Regions from separate parts of the Zea mays genome. Here region 2 is linked to region 1. A link is a contact called in public Hi-C data. All regions are on one chromosome and are shown on one strand. Each heading gives the region's core, a stretch centred on a gene start, on an enhancer-like site or on the middle of the called end of the contact. The rest is flanking DNA. Distances are from core to core; before and after follow the strand shown. Region 1 holds the start of LOC100282162. Region 2 holds the start of LOC109942982 (rho-associated protein kinase 2).

Region 1 (2,806 bases), core at 82-2,581:
GCATGGCACCATTCAGTAGCTCACGTGATGAAAGTTCAGCTAACAGATCAAAGTGATATTTTAAATGATCTTTAACCAACATGGCCTCTTCATAGTTCATCTATGTATAGAGCAAAAGCCGTTACTGATGTTGTACCACATAACCATATTAACGGAAGCTAATGTTACCTCTCAAAATTAAAGTTTTCACTTGATCGAAGGAATAATCCTAGCCAAAGGGCAACGGAAAGGAAATGTCAAATGTTGTTTTTGTAACTTGGATGAGTCAATACAACACCATTTCTTTGATTGCCTGAATGCTAGGTTTATTTGGAGATTGATACATGTTTCTTTGAATTTACCTCCTCTGATAAATGTTGTACACATGTTTAATGATTGGCTACAAGGAATAGAAAAGAAACTTAAATATCGAGCCTTGGTAGGAGCATCTGCCATTTGTTGGGCAGTTTAGCTTAGTCGATATGATGAGATTTTTAACAGGACACGAGCTTTGTCCTCTTAGCGGATGGTCTTCAGGGCAATGCACTGGATCCGCTTTTGGGTGCTTCTGCAAAAGGAAGAGGGCAGACCTCGCATAAATTGAGGGTGCCGTGTGCTAGAGACGACAGTGGTGGACCTTTTTGCTTATCATGGCTGGAGTTTTAGTGTCAGAATTCCTTTTATTTGATTTTACCCTTGCAGGACTTGCGAACTTTGTTTTTTGCACTATTGGTTTGTTCAAACTTTGGACTTTGGGCAGCTATATGTATCGATCATACAAAGGCTGGAATATTAATGCATATTCCCTTTACTAAAAAACACCAATTTACTACACCCGTGGTGATATTTCACAGAATTCTTCTCACAATTGGATTTGTTCAACCTATAGCACACTTAAAGGGCTAAATAATCGAGTCTTCCAGTTCCTCTACCCTTCCCGACTAACGAATCGTAGAACCAAAAACAGTCTCGCGATCGAATCAGACAGCACGCCAGAAAACAGATGAGAAGGGATCAACCTCGGTTCCGACGGAGTCGTCTGCGTACTCGTGGAAGGTGCGGACGCGGAGGCGCACGGCAGCGCGGAGCTCGTCAAGCGTGACGAACTCCCGCACGGCCACCGCCGCGGAACCGCCACGCTCCAGCAGCACAGCGCCATCAGTGGGCGAGGCGGAGGCTGCGGCGGCGGCGAGGCACCGGAGGCGCGGCAAGGCGAGGCGATCCCGCGGGCCGCGGGGCTGGGCGGCCGAAGGAGGCGTGGGCGGGAGCAACCGCGATGGCGACGCCATCGGTGGCTGTTAGTTTGATTCGGGTGTTTGGGAGGCGGAGGCGTCTCCACCACAGCTGCCGGAGTGTTTGGCTTATGCTAACTATCAGCTCATTCGGGTAAATATACTGTTGTGCACGTCTGTCGCTGACTTGCAGGCAGCAGCAGCTTTGCCGGTGAAAATTATAGTAAAAAAACTAGTGAAGTCTAGTTTTATGTGACCGTTTTTATTTAGGTCTCTTAATTTAAAAATTTTTTAAAAAATAAGTTGATTAACTATCAAAATGATTATAAATATTTATACGAAAAATTTAAATCGTTTGTAAATTTAAATTATTAGCTAACAACTAAAATTGAGCAATTAGAGTCTAATGCTTCATCCTCAACTACCGATGATAGTCTTATAAAAAAGAATAAAAAACTTAGGTTAAGTTAGCTAACTCTCAAGAAGTCATTGAAAACTTGCTAAAGAAAATGAAAATTCTTAGCATACATAATAATGAGCTAACTAGCAAGCTAGAGAGCATCGGTAGCATCACGGGAGCATCTTTAGTTGAAATTCCTGAAATTATTAAGAAAGATGCTTCTACTTCCTGCTTTGATTTAATTGGTGATTATAATCCATGCAATCAAGTTCTCATTAAGAATGTTATTATAGAAACCTGTTCGGATGAGATTGCAATGGAGAATGAGCAATTAAGACAAGAGGTGGCTCGCCTAAGCAAGGCTCTGTATGACAAGAAAGACAAAGACAAAGAAATTCAACCTCCTTAGTATAATACTGCGGGAGTGACAAGCCTGTGAAGGGAGAAATTGTGATTTGTTGGCTATGCCACAAAGAAGGCCACAAGTCTTACCAATGCAAGGCGAAGACCGGGAATAAGCAAAAGCAAAATCTCAAGCAAAAACCAACAAGCAAAATCTCCACACCTATATCAATAAGGTGGGCAAAAAGGCCGCTACACCATATTTGATTAAGAAGAAAAAGAATGGAAAGGTGATAGCAATCACAATCAAGACCAACAAAGGAAAAAGAGCCAAACATATCTGGGTGCCAAAAGAGATTATCTCAACCATGAAAAGCACAAAAAACGTTTGGATTCCAAGAGGGAAGTGAGAAGTCTGAAAGACCTCGGGAAATATGGAGACTTGGCGAAATTGAGATGTATATCATGGGATGCATCATATTGGATCAAATCTATGCCAAGTGGGTTAGTGGATACTTTGGACCCAAATCCCCCACCCATGACTAAGGTAACTAGATTTATTGCATTTTTTTGTTTTTAGATATGAGTATCTGTTGGGGACTTGTTCTCAGATGCTATGAATTAAGAACAAGGCAACATAGAATGTTAAATGTTAAAACCCTTCGTCCGCTGAAGCATTATTTCCCTGAGGATTTAATGAGCTTCGGACGAAGGTTATGGATGATAAATCACGAAGGTCCTACCTTCGTGTTCAGAGATAAAATAATACGAAATAAAATATAAAATATAAAACATTAAAGAATACCAAGAATAAGTAACGTCATTTACTTATTTTATAATATAAATTGGTATA
Region 2 (2,700 bases), core at 149-2,648, 330 kb after region 1:
TATACGGCCACTTGTTGGCTCAAGAGCATCTTATTTATAAGTTTTTATGTTTTGAAGGACTAGACGAAGATTTGGCAAATAAGCTAAAATTATATTGTACAAGATTTTCTATTGGCTCTCATTTCTTGTTTCGGTCAAAAAAAATTCTTACAAATGATATGCTAACAGATCATTCACTCGGGTTATGCTCTCGTTACTTATTTCTGATATATTAAATATTTCGAGACCAAACTGACCAACAGGACGTCAGTATCGCACGGTTATACATTGAATTGTGCGACTTTTCTTCGCCGTGATGTCACATTAATTTCTCAATGTGCTACCTAGATACAGACAGCAACAACTAAATTACTAATAGCAGCTTCTGATCCGCTCTCTTTCTTGAAACAAACTAGACAATGACAAGTGCAGGCAACTGGAAGTAGAAGGGATGGGTGTGCAATCCATGGCCTTGAACATACCTGGAGAAGGATCCGCAGGGTGACAAGCTGGCGGTCACGTTCCTGGAGACGCCGAGCAAAGACGCGCTGCTCCCTCACCTTCTGCAGGACGACGACGCTCAACACGCCAGCTGCAAGGGCCACCAGCAGCAGGAAGACGTAGGGGAGCTTCCTGCCGGCATTGGCCATTGCATAGCCCTTTGATCTGTATTTGCTGCTCCCATCCATCTCTCCTATACCTGTGTGCGTGGACGTTGCACTTACTCTTGTTTACTGTGTAATGCTCCTTCCACTGCTTGATGCTTGCAGAGTCTTGGCCTTGTTTGCTGCAGAGATGTGAAAGAGTTGGGTGTGTGTGTGCGCGCGCGCGCGCGCAGAGGGGTGGGGTGGACCTACAGCTTCTTTTTGGGGAGAGTTTTGGGAATGGCAGGGCTTGCAGAGTTTCTTGTGCTTGGATTGGAGGTCACTCATTGGTAAGGAGGGGGTACAATACAGCTACAGCTGAGCCTTTTGAGACGACTCTCCATGCTACTCGTATGCCAATGCACATGATCTTGAAGCACTAGCCTATTTTTGTTTTCAAGTTCTGAGCCACGGAATCAATCTCTCAGTCAACACTTGCGGACTTACTGGAAGACGATTTTTTTACCTGCAACTGTGAATACGTTCTAATGAACCTGGAACCGTACGATCATGCATCAGACGATCCATGCCGAGTGCCTGGAGGCTGAAGCTTGCGGACCGACAGTTCCACGGCTTTCTGAAGGAAAAAATAAACCGAATTCTGAAGCCAACATGGGTTGTAAGGCGAGCAATTAATGAGATGAGATTCTTCTATGCTTCTTCTCGGATCTCCAGGCAACGATCGCCTCAGCATGAGTAATCTATTCGTGGTGCAGCAGCACCGTTAGGGCTCCACCATTCAGGATGCAGTATCCTAGACAAAAGGACGTGTGAAAAATGCTAATTTTTAGTCCAAATGGGCCGGATTGCCAAGAGAAGGCAGCCATGTGATCGTGGTGGGAAAAAAATGAAGAGGTTACTTGTGACGAGGAGACTGATGACGCCATGACTAGTAGTAGAAGCTGCGAGTGTATAGATTAGAGAGCAACAAATTGATGAAGAGAACGGTGATTATTTGAGGCCTGCGAACACGACCAAAGGATGGAGGTTGCAAAGGGCAGGTGAGCGTTGATGGGCTTCACGTCGATGCCATGTCCATCAACATTCCTTGATCCTTGCAGCCACGATGAACCAGCTTAGGCTATCGGTAGGAAGGCAGCCTTATTTATTTTTAGGAAAATGGACGTGATGTTTAAGTAGAACTGGCAAGGTGGCTTGCACCAAATATTAATTATATGCATTGTACTAATAAATTAACCTAAGCCAAGGATTACCCTATTCATAGCAGACCAACCTGCGACTCGCCACAATTAACAGTCTGGTACTCAGACAGGATTCGTTCAGTAATGGGTCTCGAAAAAGAGAACTCCATCCCCATGGGTGCAGTCGAACAAGTGCAAAACAACAAGAACTCGCATCTTTGAATAATCATCTCCTCGAGGGCCTGTTAGGTTAGGGCTGGTTTGGTGCTAAGGAATTGGAGAAAAATTAAATAGCAAGAGATTCCTCCCCCATAAATCCTCTATAATTTCTAGTCACCAAATCAGCCCTTAAGATGAATTGAAAGATATTAAAGAAAATTAAATCCCTTACTAGTCAATAAGAATTTAATCCTCCGATCCGAATATAACCGAACAGGGCCCAATTAGGTAACTCGTCAGCAGGGCCTACTCCGGTTTGTCAACTGAGCCCCACAATGATGATGGTATGAAATTACACAGGTCGTTGGTCAAAACAGATACAGAATTTATCAATAAAAGGCAGTTCATGATACTTTGTGTTGGTGAATTTCAGGATATCAATGAAAAAAAAGGAAAAACAAAGGACAGGGGACTCAATTAGCAACAATGTCCAATTGATTCGGGCACAAGCACAACTGAGCCGAGCTTTACTAAGCAACGAATTGCCTGCTCCATAAAGGTCCACTACTTTTTTTTTTGTCCACAAATTTTCATAAAACACACAAAGATTTCGGCATATCTTCTAATGCGAGTCTGGAGACACAAAATTGCTCTTTCAGTGGAAGAACACGTTGTCCGTGTACCGATCAAAAGGCAGACCCACCCCCTTTTGTTTTCCCTGTCATTACATCCTTTGCCTCGTTAATCTTTGAAGCAAGGTAATGACTTCCACCCGC

Evidence for each region. Hi-C and Micro-C count contacts between places; a contact is called where the count stands out from the background.
Region 2: a contact with region 1 is called in a Hi-C map of endosperm, with 2.3 times the contacts expected there. The contact joins the promoter of LOC109942982 here to the promoter of LOC100282162 in region 1. A contact is called at or near these places in 2 of 25 Hi-C or Micro-C datasets (endosperm and leaf).

The regions. Positions count from the first base shown.
Region 1 is chr10:51,796,123-51,798,928 of Zm-B73-REFERENCE-NAM-5.0, forward strand. It overlaps LOC100282162, which reads right to left and starts at 1,332. Exons shown (of 5, transcript NM_001313838.1): 1 at 999-1,332. The coding sequence starts at 1,268.
Region 2 is chr10:52,129,058-52,131,757 of Zm-B73-REFERENCE-NAM-5.0, forward strand. It overlaps LOC109942982 (rho-associated protein kinase 2), which reads right to left and starts at 1,399. Exons shown (of 2, transcript XM_020545624.2): 1 at 462-1,399. The coding sequence starts at 668. It overlaps LOC100280573 (mitochondrial import inner membrane translocase subunit TIM14), which reads right to left. Exons shown (of 4, transcript NM_001401324.1): 4 at 2,289-2,700. The coding sequence ends at 2,611.